Linked DNA regions of Sus scrofa: all the other regions are linked to region 1. The links are chromatin contacts, called in public Hi-C and promoter capture Hi-C maps. All regions are on one chromosome and are shown on one strand. The core of a region is the stretch at or near the end of the contact, and the rest is flanking DNA. Distances in the headings are between cores, read along the strand shown.

The links. Promoter capture Hi-C pulls out the DNA fragments that hold promoters and counts their contacts. A called contact is a pair of places that touch in the nucleus more often than the background predicts.
Region 2: a Hi-C map of liver shows a contact between it and region 1, with 5 times the contacts expected there. The contact joins the promoter of WDFY2 here to the promoter of ALG11 in region 1. A contact is called at or near these places in 1 of 5 promoter capture datasets (fetal liver) and 2 of 47 Hi-C or Micro-C datasets (heart right ventricle and liver).
Region 3: a contact with region 1 is called in a promoter capture Hi-C map of fetal liver, with 3 times the contacts expected there. The contact joins the promoter of INTS6 here to the promoter of ALG11 in region 1. A contact is called at or near these places in 2 of 5 promoter capture datasets (fetal liver and liver), 3 of 47 Hi-C or Micro-C datasets (heart right ventricle and skeletal muscle) and 1 of 2 datasets of contacts at active chromatin or transcription factors (skeletal muscle).

The regions. Positions count from the first base shown.
Region 1 is chr11:15,874,486-15,878,608 of Sscrofa11.1, forward strand. ALG11 (GDP-Man:Man(3)GlcNAc(2)-PP-Dol alpha-1,2-mannosyltransferase) reads right to left here and starts at 1,967. Exons shown (of 5, transcript XM_005668385.3): 1 at 1,841-1,967. The coding sequence starts at 1,884.
Region 2 is chr11:16,270,881-16,275,276 of Sscrofa11.1, forward strand. WDFY2 (WD repeat and FYVE domain-containing protein 2) reads right to left here and starts at 1,633. Exons shown (of 12, transcript XM_021065301.1): 1 at 1,153-1,633. The coding sequence starts at 1,289.
Region 3 is chr11:16,373,871-16,378,076 of Sscrofa11.1, forward strand. INTS6 (integrator complex subunit 6) reads left to right here and starts at 1,406. Exons shown (of 19, transcript XM_021065287.1): 1 at 1,406-2,207; 2 at 2,595-2,672; 3 at 3,485-3,634. The coding sequence starts at 2,097.

The DNA.
Region 1 (4,123 bases), core at 717-3,216:
GGCTGTGGCATAGGCTGATGGCTACAGCCGTCATTCGACCCCTAGCCTGGGAACCTCCATATGCCGAGGGAGCGGCCCCAGAAAAGGCAAAAAAGACAAAAACAAACAAACAAAAAGTTTGGCAAGATCCTAAAGCATTTTTATGCTTTTGCTTCCCCTCAAGTAGAACAATTTGTTTTTCTTTTGACCGTGGTGTGCAGCAGCTTGATGTGGGATCTTAGTTCCTAGACCATGGATGGAACCCAGGCCACAGAGGTGAAATCGACAAGTCCTAATCATTAGGCCACCAGGGAATTCCCTAAGACGGTTTTTGAGGTAAGTGGAAGGGAATTTAGATTTTTCCAATTCTGCTCTGAGTTCTGCATCTGATCTGTTTACATGCCTTCCCTATATGCCTCTCAATTAGATGCCCCAAACCCACTACTGTTCTACTTCCTGCATGTAGACAGATTCACTCCCACAGTCACTGCTGCAAGGTTCTCTATTACTGCCAGGTCCACTGAAGCTCTGCAAAGGCAAGAACCCAGCCCTGTTCACCACCATATCCCAACTCTTAGCATCATACCTGGCCGGGGAGGGAGCCAGTAAATATTTGTTGACCGAATACAAATTTTATTACCTCCTCAGATGTCTCTTAAATTGTATTATTTGCTAAAGATACGGTTTTCTCATTGGGTTGGCTAATATAGGTGGTCCCTAACAGTTTTTTTTAATACACTGCCTACTCTTCATAAAGATTTGAGGGACCTTATAAGACATAAAAGCAATAAAATGCTGAAACAAATAGTGAAAGGTCAAGACTAGGGAAAGTATGTTGAAGGATGAAGAGGGGAAGGGGGTGGAGGGTACAGATATGCAGGTTCCAAATTTGTACATACAGTGAACAGTAGACTGGGTTAGGGCTGCTTAGTGACCAAAGCAAATATATTTTGTGTAGTTACATAGTTTTCATTGTCCATGTAGAAAACATGCAAACTCTAGAGAGGAATAAATATTTTACTGATATTTAGTTTTGAAATAAACTTCTTTCTCACATGGGATTTCCTATTGTGAACCGTACATTACTTGATCATTTGACCTCAGGATACCTTTATACTCTCAAAAAACACTAAGAATCCCATACTGTTTTTGCTTACCTCAGGTTTCTCAGTGGCTAATCAAGAAGAGGATTCAACACAAACTTATTTTTTCTTTTTACCGCTGCTCTTGCAGCATATGGAAGTTCCCGGGCCAGGGGTCAACCGGAGCTGGAGGCCGGATCCCTAACCGAGGTCAGGGATGGAACCCACCTCCTCACAGAGACAACATCGGGTCCTTAATCCTCTGAGCCACAACTGGGAACTCTTCACCTTAAGCTTGATATTTAAATGACATATATTAACAACGACAGTTTTGGTGAGTGAAATAGGAGAGACTGGACACGAGAAGGAAGATCTGGTTTCTTCTTTACCAAAACCAGCACGATTGATTGGAAAACGACTCGTGGCTCAATCATAAAGGAAAATGAGGAATGCATACGAATAATTTAGGACGGACTAACGGGAGGGTGGATAAGGGAAAGAAAACGCTGAAGCAGGAGTGGTGGTGGTGGAGGGAGGGAATCGAGCCCTCAGCCAGCAGTGGGGCAATAAAAGAAAGCGCGGTAAATTGAGCTTTCAACCCAGCCTGCTCGAGTCTATCCACAACACCACAAAAGAAGAGGAAACGTTCGCTGGCCTTGAGAAAACAGCCTAGATTCGTGACAAGAAAAACTCTTCCCCGAAAACTTGAGTTGCACCAAAAGGACAAATACCAGTAAGATACAGAAAACGCCTGTGAGCGCAAACCAGCAGCTCCTCACCTGAATAACTCGTATAAGCACCAACCCCTTTCGGCGGCCGCCATCTTCCACCGACCCCCGAACTCCGGAAGCGTTTCTTCGTTCCTCTTCTCTATTGGCTCCTGAGGAAGCTTGCGGTGCTCCCCCGCCCGCACGGGGCCGATCGTGCGTTTCAATTGGTTGCTGGTAGTAGCTTCCCACGGCCTTTCAGCCAGTAGAATCTCCCGGGGAGTGGACAAGTTTTCGGCGTGGCTCACACCAGGCCCCGCCCCTTAGGCGGAGCCACAGGGAGAGTTGTGCATGGGGAGGGCGTGGCCTGTGATGGACAGCCAGCACTCCCGCCCCCGGCCCCCTCCCCCACTGGAGGCCCCCGTTCGGGCGCCCCCGCCCCCAGTTCAGATCCCGCCGCCAGTTGGAAACCAATGGGAGGCTCTTCCGCTTCTCAGATCGATTTTCCAGGTGCGGAGTCCACTCCCGCAGCTGCTCGGCGTTTCGGACCCGCTGCGCCCAGGAGTCAGGGGAGAGCCCGAGAAGGAGCTGCGCAAAGCCGACCCTGCACCGGCCCTCGCCACGCCGCACCTTCCCCGCCGGTGGTGGGGGAACCTTGGGATCTGCATCTCTGGCTCGGGTCTACGCAGTTCGCCCTTTCTTTCCTCTACGGCACACGCCAGAGGCTGAAGACCGAGGCCGGAGCGCATCGGGCGGAGAGGTAGCGGAGCCCTGGGACAGGGGATGGGCCACCCGGCCGTGGTCCCGGCTCTGCCGAGGACACTTGGACACAGGCAGGCCCGGGTGTGGGTGAGGGTCCCCGGGCAACCCTCCGCTCTAGTGCTCATCCCTGCCGCCCCTCAGGGCCAGGGATGCGGTGGCGCGCAACTTTGAATCAGCCGGTGGGGTTAGGGCTGCTGATTGCCGGTCCGAAATACAGGAGTCGGTTCGGTTTAGATCCAAATCACGAGGGTGCCATCCTCGCCGCGCTCCTCTTCCCCCTGGGTTTTAACACCGCACCTTTCCTCCCCTGACCAGGTGACCTTGGGCTCTGGGCCGCGTCACAGAAGACATTAAATTAGTTCCTCCAGGAGATGAAGCCTGAGCGGGAGAGCCAAATTACAGATCGAGAAGAGGCCAGTCAGAGAGTGAGTTTCTTTCTCCGGGCGTTGTGCGCGCACACCTGCCTGGCCTAGGGGACCGTCCACGCCCACCTGCGGTCCTTTCGCCGCTCCTGGGTGTGCGTGGGGAAGGCTGGGCGCGTGGTTTGTTAGAACACCATTTAGGAAGGGCATACCATTAACTGCTTTTTAGGAACAGCGTAAAACACTTTTCTGTTCGTCTGCTGTTAAGGACTTTGGTGCTGGAGAGGTAAAGTGAGGGTTGGGCTGCTGTGTAAGATATCTAATTGCTCAATACAATTAAATTAGTTACCCTGAAGAGTTATTCAGAGTTGGTGTATAGACCCCTTTATGGTCTTTCCAGGTCCAGCAACAGTGTTTTGGGGTTTTTTTTAAGAACTTTTTTTTTTTTTTTGTCTTTTGTCTTTTGAAGGCCGCACCTGTGGCATATGGAGGTTCCCAGGCTAGGGGTCGAATTGGAGATGCAGCTGCCAGCCTACACCACAGCCACACCACCGCCAGATCCTGAACCCACTGAGCGAAACCAGGGATCCAACACGCAGCCTCATGGTTCCTAGGGAACTCCAAGATCTATTTTAAATTCATTTAAATTATGCAAGATGCACATTAGCAGGAGAAGCAGATCCATTTTACAGTCTTTTTCTGTTCATGTACTTCTGTCTTCATTCAACTTAACATTTTGAGGCACGGATTTGAAAAGCAGTATATGCAGTGGTGGTAACACATCTCTTATGTTAATGCGTTTTTATGTCTCCAGGAAAATCTTTAGGTTATTGTGTGTGTGGTTTTAGAATATTCGTTTTACATAAATGAGATCACATGGTGTGTATTTTCCAACCTTTCCCCCCCCCAACCCAACAATGTATTTTGGAGATTGTTTCACATTGGTGGATAAGTATCTGTCTTGCTTAGTTTCAGCTCTGCACAGTATGGATGAACCGCAGTGTGTTTGTTCTTTTCCTGTGGGTGGACATTCTGGTTGCTTCTATTTTTTTCCCCCCTGCAAGCGGTGCTGTAGTGGACATCTCTGCACATGACCTTTGAGTATTTCTCTAGGTTAGAAGCCTAGGCCAGGGTTGTGAAGAGTAGGGTGCTTTTCTACAGATTTCTGAAATTAATTAGACAATTATGGGGGTGCCCCTTTGGGGTGAAGTTCAGCTAGGCCCTGGCAGTA
Region 2 (4,396 bases), core at 383-2,882, 400 kb after region 1:
ATCCTAGTTATACTGATGAACCTATGATATGAGCAGACCTATCAGGCACATTCTGCACATCTGTATGCAAACTGATGAAATTATAAAGACAATAATGAACACTTTGTCGCTTTACCTCTGCCTGCAATTTTACAAGTCACTAAAAAAAAATATTTTCTACCTCAGTATAAATCAAACTTACATTAAGAAAGCCTAACTACTATTTTAAGGTTAAAGCCCCTTGTCATATACCTCTACAATGTGACATTTTTTAGAATTTAGATTTTAGAATTCAGAATTTTAGAATTTTTTTAGAATGCTAGTTGATATTATCAAAGCAACAATTCCAGATCAGAACCTTAACTACTATATTCCAGCATCATTCCTCTGGAAACTAGCTTCATCTGTGTAATATCTGCATTATTAAAGGACATTAAGTTAAAGCAAAAACGCAGTCTGAAAAACAAGGGAGAATACTAAAGGCAGAACAACTGGCTCCACTTCTGCAAATTAAGCAAAATTAGGCAAATGAAAGGAAGCAAGCAAAGGGAAGGAACTCGAAAGCTATTTGCAGCAGTGGTTCCCTGAAAGTTCTAGGAGCTTCCCCTTGAGCTTGAAGAGATAAGGGAGGACAAAGCAGAAAAGGTACCTCTCCCTTTGGGCGGAAGCCCAAATACTCTTCAGAACTTACAGCATTCATTGAATTCAGTGTAAGATGTCTGGCAGAAGGGAGTGGCGCTTGCTTTCCTCACTCTAGAGCCTTAAGAACTGCACCAGAGTTCTCAAAAACCCTTATCTCGCAGAAGCTGCTCGGAGCATCCTCCCCACGCACACACCTGCAGGACCGGGCAGCTCCTCCCTCTCCCATCCTCAGGGCTGGACCAAGGTCCAGTGGCCAGAGCACCGTTAGTCCAAGGGCCGCCCTGGCCCGGGCAGGCGCCACTCGGCCCCGGCAAGGCCAGACAACACGCCGCTGTCCGGGCTCCGCTACCGCGAGCCGCGCAGCGGCGGCGAGACGCCGATGGACACCGGCACCACCAGGATGCATATTATAATAAAAACTTGGGAGAGCGCTCTACACTCGCGCCGACGTGGAGGCACAGCCCTCGAAGCGGGCTCGGGTCGGCCGGCCCGTCCCGCCCCTCCTCTCGACCAAGAGACAGAGGTTCGTACCTGTCCTCTGAGACGCTGATGACGCCCTCCTCCTTGGGCACGATCACGGCCATATTCACCACCTCCTGGGACCCCTCGACCCGCTGCAGCAGGATCGGCTTGCGGGTCAGCGGCTTGGGCTGAATCTCTGCCGCCATCGGAGGAGGGGGCGCGCCGTGGGCGCCGCCGCCAACCGCGCCGCGGGACTGGGCTGAAGAGAACGCTCGGGTACGGACACAGGGTGAGACACCGACTCTGGGTAGCCGGAGCGGGACGCCGGGGACCCACGATCATAGCCTGGCCGCCGCTCCCGGGAACGACTCCGCGCTCCCGGCTTCGGGCACCGAAACCGCCACGACCGGCGCTGCAACCCGGCGCCACCACTGGCGGAGGGGGCGGAGATTTGGGGGGCGGGCCTTAGGGGCGGGGCCTGCTCAGGAGGTGGCCGCTGGTGGGCGCGAGGGCGGCTACACTTCCGGAAGGGTGGTGGTGGAGGAGGAGGAGAAACTGAAAAGGGAGGCGGGGCGCTAGCGGCCCAGTGCGCGTGCGTCAACCCACCAGCCCATTTCCGCTCCTCCCCTCCGCCCTTCTCGAAGCCTTGCGGCACCGCCTCCAGGACGCATGCGCTTTCCGTGCTCTGCGGCCTCCTCGCCACCTTCCACACCCACACCCAGTCCCCTCCCTCTTTAATCTCCCGTGAACGCGCTTGCCAGTGGGTCCGCCCACTTCGAAATCCCTGAAAAGGGGGCGGGGGTGGGGCGGGGAAAAGCGCGCCTGGGCGAGGCCGGAAAGAGAAGAAGCCTGCAGGAAGGAAAGGAGCTGAGCTGGTTGGGACGTAACTAGGCATGCGTACGAGTTACCTCTCCTGCGCGGCCTTAACGAAGCGGGGTTTACAGCTCTCGGTATGCCCCAGCCCAGGGCCACAGAGTTGGATTCCTGGGCGTTGTAGTGGTTACGAGCCTTTTCTTCCTTGTTCTGGAATCGCCCACTTGTCACTGCTCCTGGCCTGGGGAGCCCAGCTGGCTCCCTGGCTATTGACCAAGTCACGGCCAGGACTGGCCTCTAAGACAAGGAACTGAAGGGCAGCCTTCAGCGGGGCAGATGATCGCTACGCCCCTACCACTGCCCCCGATAGTGGAGCGCCGGAAGTGGGGAAAGAAGAAAATCTCACACTGAGGGAGCTTAGAGATGATCTGTAGTGGCAACCTCAACGTTTTCTTAGATGACGAAGTTACTAGTCCAGGTTTACCATAGCTTCATGGTAGGGCTATAGCACCCCCAAACATGAACTCAGGCCCGCCCAATGCTGGTTCTGACTTCCTCCCGTTGCTCGGTAATCCAGCCTTTCTTGCTTGCTCCAGAGACAATGGGTGGGGTTACTGTGGTTATTGAATGAATGTTAGGTGCCTGGCAGAGGGCCTGGCATATGGGGTCCTTGACTGTGTGATAATCCCACTCGCCCTCCCAGAGTTAACAACCAGCTGAGGAGCAGTCATAGTCTGTGTGGTGTGATTGGGCTGGCAAAGGCAGTGGAGGTGAGGAAAATAATATGCCAGAGCTGGACAAAGAATGAGACAGGCCTTGCAGAAATGCATTTTATTAGGCAGGTTTTTGGCAGCCAAGGGGGTAGACTGCAAAGGGCCTGTCTCAAAGCACAGAGCACAGTTCTTTACCACTTCCTGTCTCCATAGACATTCTGTAAGGCCCTTGAAAGGGAGATTGAGGTATTTTCCAGCTTTGCAACCTAGAACAAGGTATTCCATTTCTCTGAGCCTCCAGCTCCCTGTCCAGTAAGTGGAGTATAATAACACGAATAACAGATTTGAAGTGCCTTCATACATAATAGCTGCCAGGAATTAGGACATGGACATATTTGGGGGGACATTCTTCAGCCTCCCACAGTGGTTTTAAATACCATCCATATGCTCCTGACTCCCATATTATCTCTCCCCTGACCATATTTCCAAACACCAGACTCATATATCTCATACTACTCCGCTTTGTCACGTAAGCATGAATAGGTGTTCCAGACATTCCCAAACAGTATCTTTAAATCTACTGCATCATTCACCCAGTTGTTCAAACCTAAGTTCCTGGGAGTCATCCCTGATTCTTCTCTTTTCTTCACAATTCCTGTCCAAACCATTAACCAGTCCTATCAGCTCCACCTCCAAAGTATGTTTTGAACTTTCCCACTTATATCATCAGCCCCAGTTCAAGTCGTCATAATCTCTGGCCTCTACTACCACGGTAGCCTAAGTGCTTTCTCTGTTTCTTCTCTTGAACCCGTATACAATCCGTTTTTATCACAGCAGCCGGAGGGATTTTGTTTTAACAATAAAAACCAGATCAGTTGCTCTCTGCTTAAAATGCATCCATGGCGTACCATTGCACTTGGGATAAAATGCCTCTCCAACCTCATCTCTTCTGTTCAGTGCTTTCCAAGCCCTGGCTTGGAATTCCCCAGAAATAACAACCTCCTTCCTGCTGGTGGCCTTTGCACCAACTGTGTTCACCTCTTGCCAACTTTATTCTCTCCACTCAGGCTTCAGCTCCAGTGTTAGCTCCTTAAAGAGTCTTACCCTCCCAACTGTACCCCGCCTCTTTGTAACACTCACTGCCATGTTAACCGGATCTATTTTCTTCATAGTACTTACTTCTACCCAAAATTATATGTGTTTCTCATTTATTTCTTTTTCTTCCTTTTCTAGAAGAGAAACACTTGGAGAGGAGAGATGTATGCCTGTTCATCATTGTATTCCTATCCCCTAGAATAGCACCTGGCACTTTAGGAGGCATGCTGTTAAGTATTTGTTAAGTGAATGAATAGAAAGAGAGGTAGTTTGGGATTTGTTTAACTCTTATTCCATTAGAGTATAATGGAAAGACTGGTATCTGGAATTTGCCCTAATTCCTGGGATGGGCGATCCTTGGGAGAAGACAGGGGCAGATGATAATTAGCAGCCAGATGAGAATAGCTGTATGGTAAAGGCACCAAGTGATTCACTGGCACCCAACAGAAAGGCCTAGCACAGGATAAATGAGGTGTCCTAATTGACAGGTGAGAGGAAGGTAGTAGTTACATGCAGGAGTTCCTAAACTGTTTAGGTTGCAGACCTTGTTAAAAATCAAATGAACAGTATGGATCAGCTGGGGGGGGCATAGGTCTACATACAAACAACTTTATATGCAATTTCAGAAACCCAGGTTAAGAACTGCTGATGACTCTCAGGAAATTTAAGCTGCTCAGCCCACTTCCCCACCC
Region 3 (4,206 bases), core at 156-2,655, 500 kb after region 1:
TATTCCATCTTATTTCATAGTCCAAATCTCTTAAAAAGGTTTCACTCTTCTGTGGTACACATGCACAGAACAAACCCTACTATATTACGGAAATAGCTCTACTATAAATTTTAAAAAGTTCAGAAGTTGTCTTAAATATTAGGGAAAGTCCAAGTTATAAAATTCAAAAATTTTAAAAGTGCCACAAAATATGTCTGCTCTGTGTTCATAGTAACAGGAACAATTTTTTTGAATGACTAGTAGGTAAATAATTAAAATTTCAGGATAAACAAAAAAATCAAAATGCAAGGTTAGTAGGAGAGGCCTTCTTAATTTCTACATGGTATTATAAAGATCATATGTCCCTAATTCAACTTTTATTGAATGTCCTCAAGTTTTCAACAAGTATATTTGAGGAAACTTCCTCGGACACTTTGGCGAGGATTCATTAAGTCATCAGGAATGCTAACAGGGGCTGGTTTTTACAGAGAAAAGTCTTCTCTCATGTAGTATTTAGATGAGTCTGAGATAGCACATAGTGAAAGCAAAGAGCACTGGAGGAATCCACTCTGTGTGTCACCTAGGCAAGCTGAAGTCAGTTCATTTAAAAATAAGTAATGGATTATGGTTTACTAAGGTCTCTTTTAGATGGCCCTAAGTAAAAATGGCTTGAGAGAGGTTATTTCTTTGGGCAGGACGGTTTATTTTTCCCCGAGTATAAAAAGGGCAATAAACTCTGTATCGATATTTGAGTCTTCCTACCGCCTGCCCTTTTTAGGGCTGAGTTAAGAAAAAACGGGTTGTTCCCTTTTTGGTGGGTCCTTCTACAAGAGGGCTCCTGGCCAGGTCCGGCCCCCACCCTCGATAACTGCCCAAGGCCAAGCGACACTGGGGGCGAAGCTGGCCCCACGTCCCCACTCCCCAGTGGGAGCGGTGTGACTTGCGAAGGAGATTAGTCCCTGGTCATAAACAACCTCTCACTTCCCCTCCCCCGCCCCGGGCCCGCCCGCGCTGGGGCCGGCCCTCCGAGGCCCATGGAACCTCCTCCGACGACCGCGGGCCTGCTCCCGACTCCTAACCAGGCGTTTGATTGCTTTACTCATCCCCTCCTCATTCGCGCACCCGGGAAGGGGCTCGCTACAGCGACCTCCAGATGGGCGCTCAGACCAGTCTCCATCTCCCTTTCCCCGACCCCTATCACCTCCAACAGCCAAGGAGAGGCCGCCAGCCCTGATGCGCAGACGCACAGCGGCAGCCGCCTAGAGCGCGCTGACGCGGCCCCCGCCCTGATCCCGCGGTCCTTCCGCGGTCCATCCCCGCCCCTTCCCGGAGCCCGCCTCCGCGTCACCGGCCCTCCTGCTCGCCTCTCGCGCTCGCTCTCGCGCGCACCCGACGCCCCGCCTCCGCGCGTGCTCCGTAACTGTTCCCGGAGCCGGCCTCCAAGCTTCCCCCGCCCCTGGGCTGTTTGAATATGCTAATAAGAAGCTAGGGACCAGCCAATAGAACAGTGGGGCGGTGCATCACGTGGCTCGAGGACGTGTCAGAAGGCGGAGCTTCTGCAGCCCCTGCCCGAGTTAAAACCGGAGTGTGAGAGAGAAAAGCGCTTCAGTAGCGAGAGGGGCTGAGAAAGTGGTGACACCGCCGGGGTGCGGAGGGAGTCCCTGAAACTTCTCCCAACAGCCCCAGGGCCAATCTCCCCTCAGCCCACTCCCCTCGTCGCCAGCTCCCAGGTCCCCACTCCCTGCACCGGGGGTGGGGTAGGGAGCCAGGCCCGTCTCCCGCTGGGACACACACAGGGGCCGGGAGCGGGGACGGGACCCCCGAGGCGGGGGGGACGCACCGACAGACAGACGGCCGGGCGCCCGCCCCTGCGGGCAGGCAGGCAGGAGGAGGCGGAGGCGGGGGTACGAAGGGGAGGACTGGGTCTGGGGAGTTTCCTCTCAACTATCGGGGGAGAAACTCCCCGCAGCCGGAGGAAAGACCCAGACGGTGTTTTCCTCCCGGGGGCCGCGCTCCCCCGCCCCGCGTAGCGGCGGTCGCCGCCGCCGCCACCGGCGCCTCCACCTCTATCATCTCTTTCTCCACCACCTCGGGCCCCGGTGTCCCCGGCCAGCACTATGCCCATCTTACTGTTCCTGATAGACACGTCTGCCTCTATGAACCAGCGCAGCCATCTGGGCACCACCTACCTGGACACGGCCAAAGGCGCGGTAGAGACCTTCATGAAGGTACCGACTGACCGAGCCCGGGCGGCGACCCCGGCCCGGCGGCCCGCGGGCGGCAGGGGTGGGGGAGGGCGGCCGGGGGCGGCGAGGCGGAGGTGTCGGGGACCTGACTGCGGGAGCTGCCGGGCTCGGGGACCCCCTCCCCCACCGCGCGGGCGGGCGGGCAGGCGCTGCGAGCCGGGCTCGGCCCGGGCCCGGGCTCCGGCCCCGGGCGGTGTGTGGGGGCCGATCTGTGTGTGTAGGGCGGCGTGGAGGGGTGGCCGCGGCGTGTGCGGTACTGTGGGGGGCGGCGGGGCCGCTGGCTCCCCTTCTCCGCCTGGTAACCTCGCCTCTGTGCTTCTCTCTCGCCCGCCCTGTTCCACCTCCCGTCCCCCACCCGCTCTCCCGCAGCTCCGTGCCCGGGACCCTGCCAGCAGAGGAGACAGGTATATGCTGGTCACTTTCGAAGAGCCGCCCTATGCTATCAAGGTAACAGCCCTCGCCCTCCCCCTTCCCTTCCCTGTTCCTTCCTCTCTCGCCCTCCCCGCCCCCCCATTCACCCTTCATTATGCTCCCCTCCCCCACCCGCTGTGCTCCAGGCGCTGAGGTCCTTTCCCCTGCGGGCTCCCACCCCCTCCCCCGCTCCGGAGCGTCCTGGCGCGGCGCGGAGTCGCCGGGCCACCGCCGTCCCCTCCCCAGCCCGACCCAGCGGCGGCGGCGGCGGCGGCGGCGGCGGCGCTGCGATCAACATGGCCGACATTTCCCCTCCGCGGCGTGAGCGGCAGCAATGAACTGTGGGGGATATTTATTCAAGTTAGCCCGAGTGACAGCCGGGCCCGGCAGCGCCGAGCCCGGGTTTGCATTAAAGGGGAATCGGCCCGAGGCTCGGGCGGGCCGGCGGGGCGGGGGCGGGGGGCTGCGGGACCGGGTGTCCGGATTCTCCCCGAGAGGGCCTCGGGCGGGTGGGACAGCTCTAGGGGAACTTCAGAAGTCCCGCTCACTTTTGCTTTCCACCAGTACCTTCGCTTCCCCGAGTATTGGGTATTAGGTTGGGGAGTACATTTCCTGGGGAAGTTACAAACTATGAAGACTGGTAGCGAGGGAAAGCTGTAGAGCCAGCAGGTTTATTCTTGGCCACCTTTGGAAGAGACTTTCCTCGGCACTGATACGGTATTGACACGTTACCCAAAACCATACAGTACAGTGGAGCAGCTACTTGGTGAACGGCAGATTGTAACGGCCGTCCATGTATACAGGGCTTAAAAGATGGGAAAAAAAAATTCTTACATTTTTCTTTTCAGGCCGGATGGAAAGAAAACCATGCAACGTTTATGAATGAACTGAAAAACCTTCAGGCTGAAGGACTTACGACTCTTGGCCAATCCCTAAGGACAGCTTTTGATTTATTAAATTTAAATAGATTAGTAACTGGCATAGACAACTATGGGCAGGTAGGTTGTATATTAAGGTGGAAAAACAGTTGATTTTTAAAAGATTTTTTTTGGTTGGAAAAGCAATCCAGTCCAAAAAGTATAAAACATGAAATACAACTCTAAAACATTTCAGATTAAAATACAATATGTACATTATACAAAAGTGAAACTGATTACACCTTATGGTTTTATAGCCCTCACTTTTTTTTCCTTTTCTTAAAATGTGTTGTATTCAGGGTTTGAGCCTGAATTCTTTGCTATAAAGTTAGACATGAATTTAGTGTTAATCCCTCGAAGTTCACTCAGGAAACAACAGGGAAAACATCCTGCCTCACCACACTCAGTGACTCTGATAGTCTACCCACAGGCGCTTGTGCAATGACTTACAGACACTAGTTGATGAGTGGTCTTAAAATGTTAGAGGAAATTATTCTATTTGTTGTATCAGAGTTTAATTTAACCATACTGTATAATGAGGTTCTGAAAAGTAAAACAGTTTTCATTGGGATGCAATAACTGGCTGAGACCATTAGGATTTCTCGGTTTTTGAAGTATATACAATAAGCCACTCTGCAGGAAGAATTCTGAAG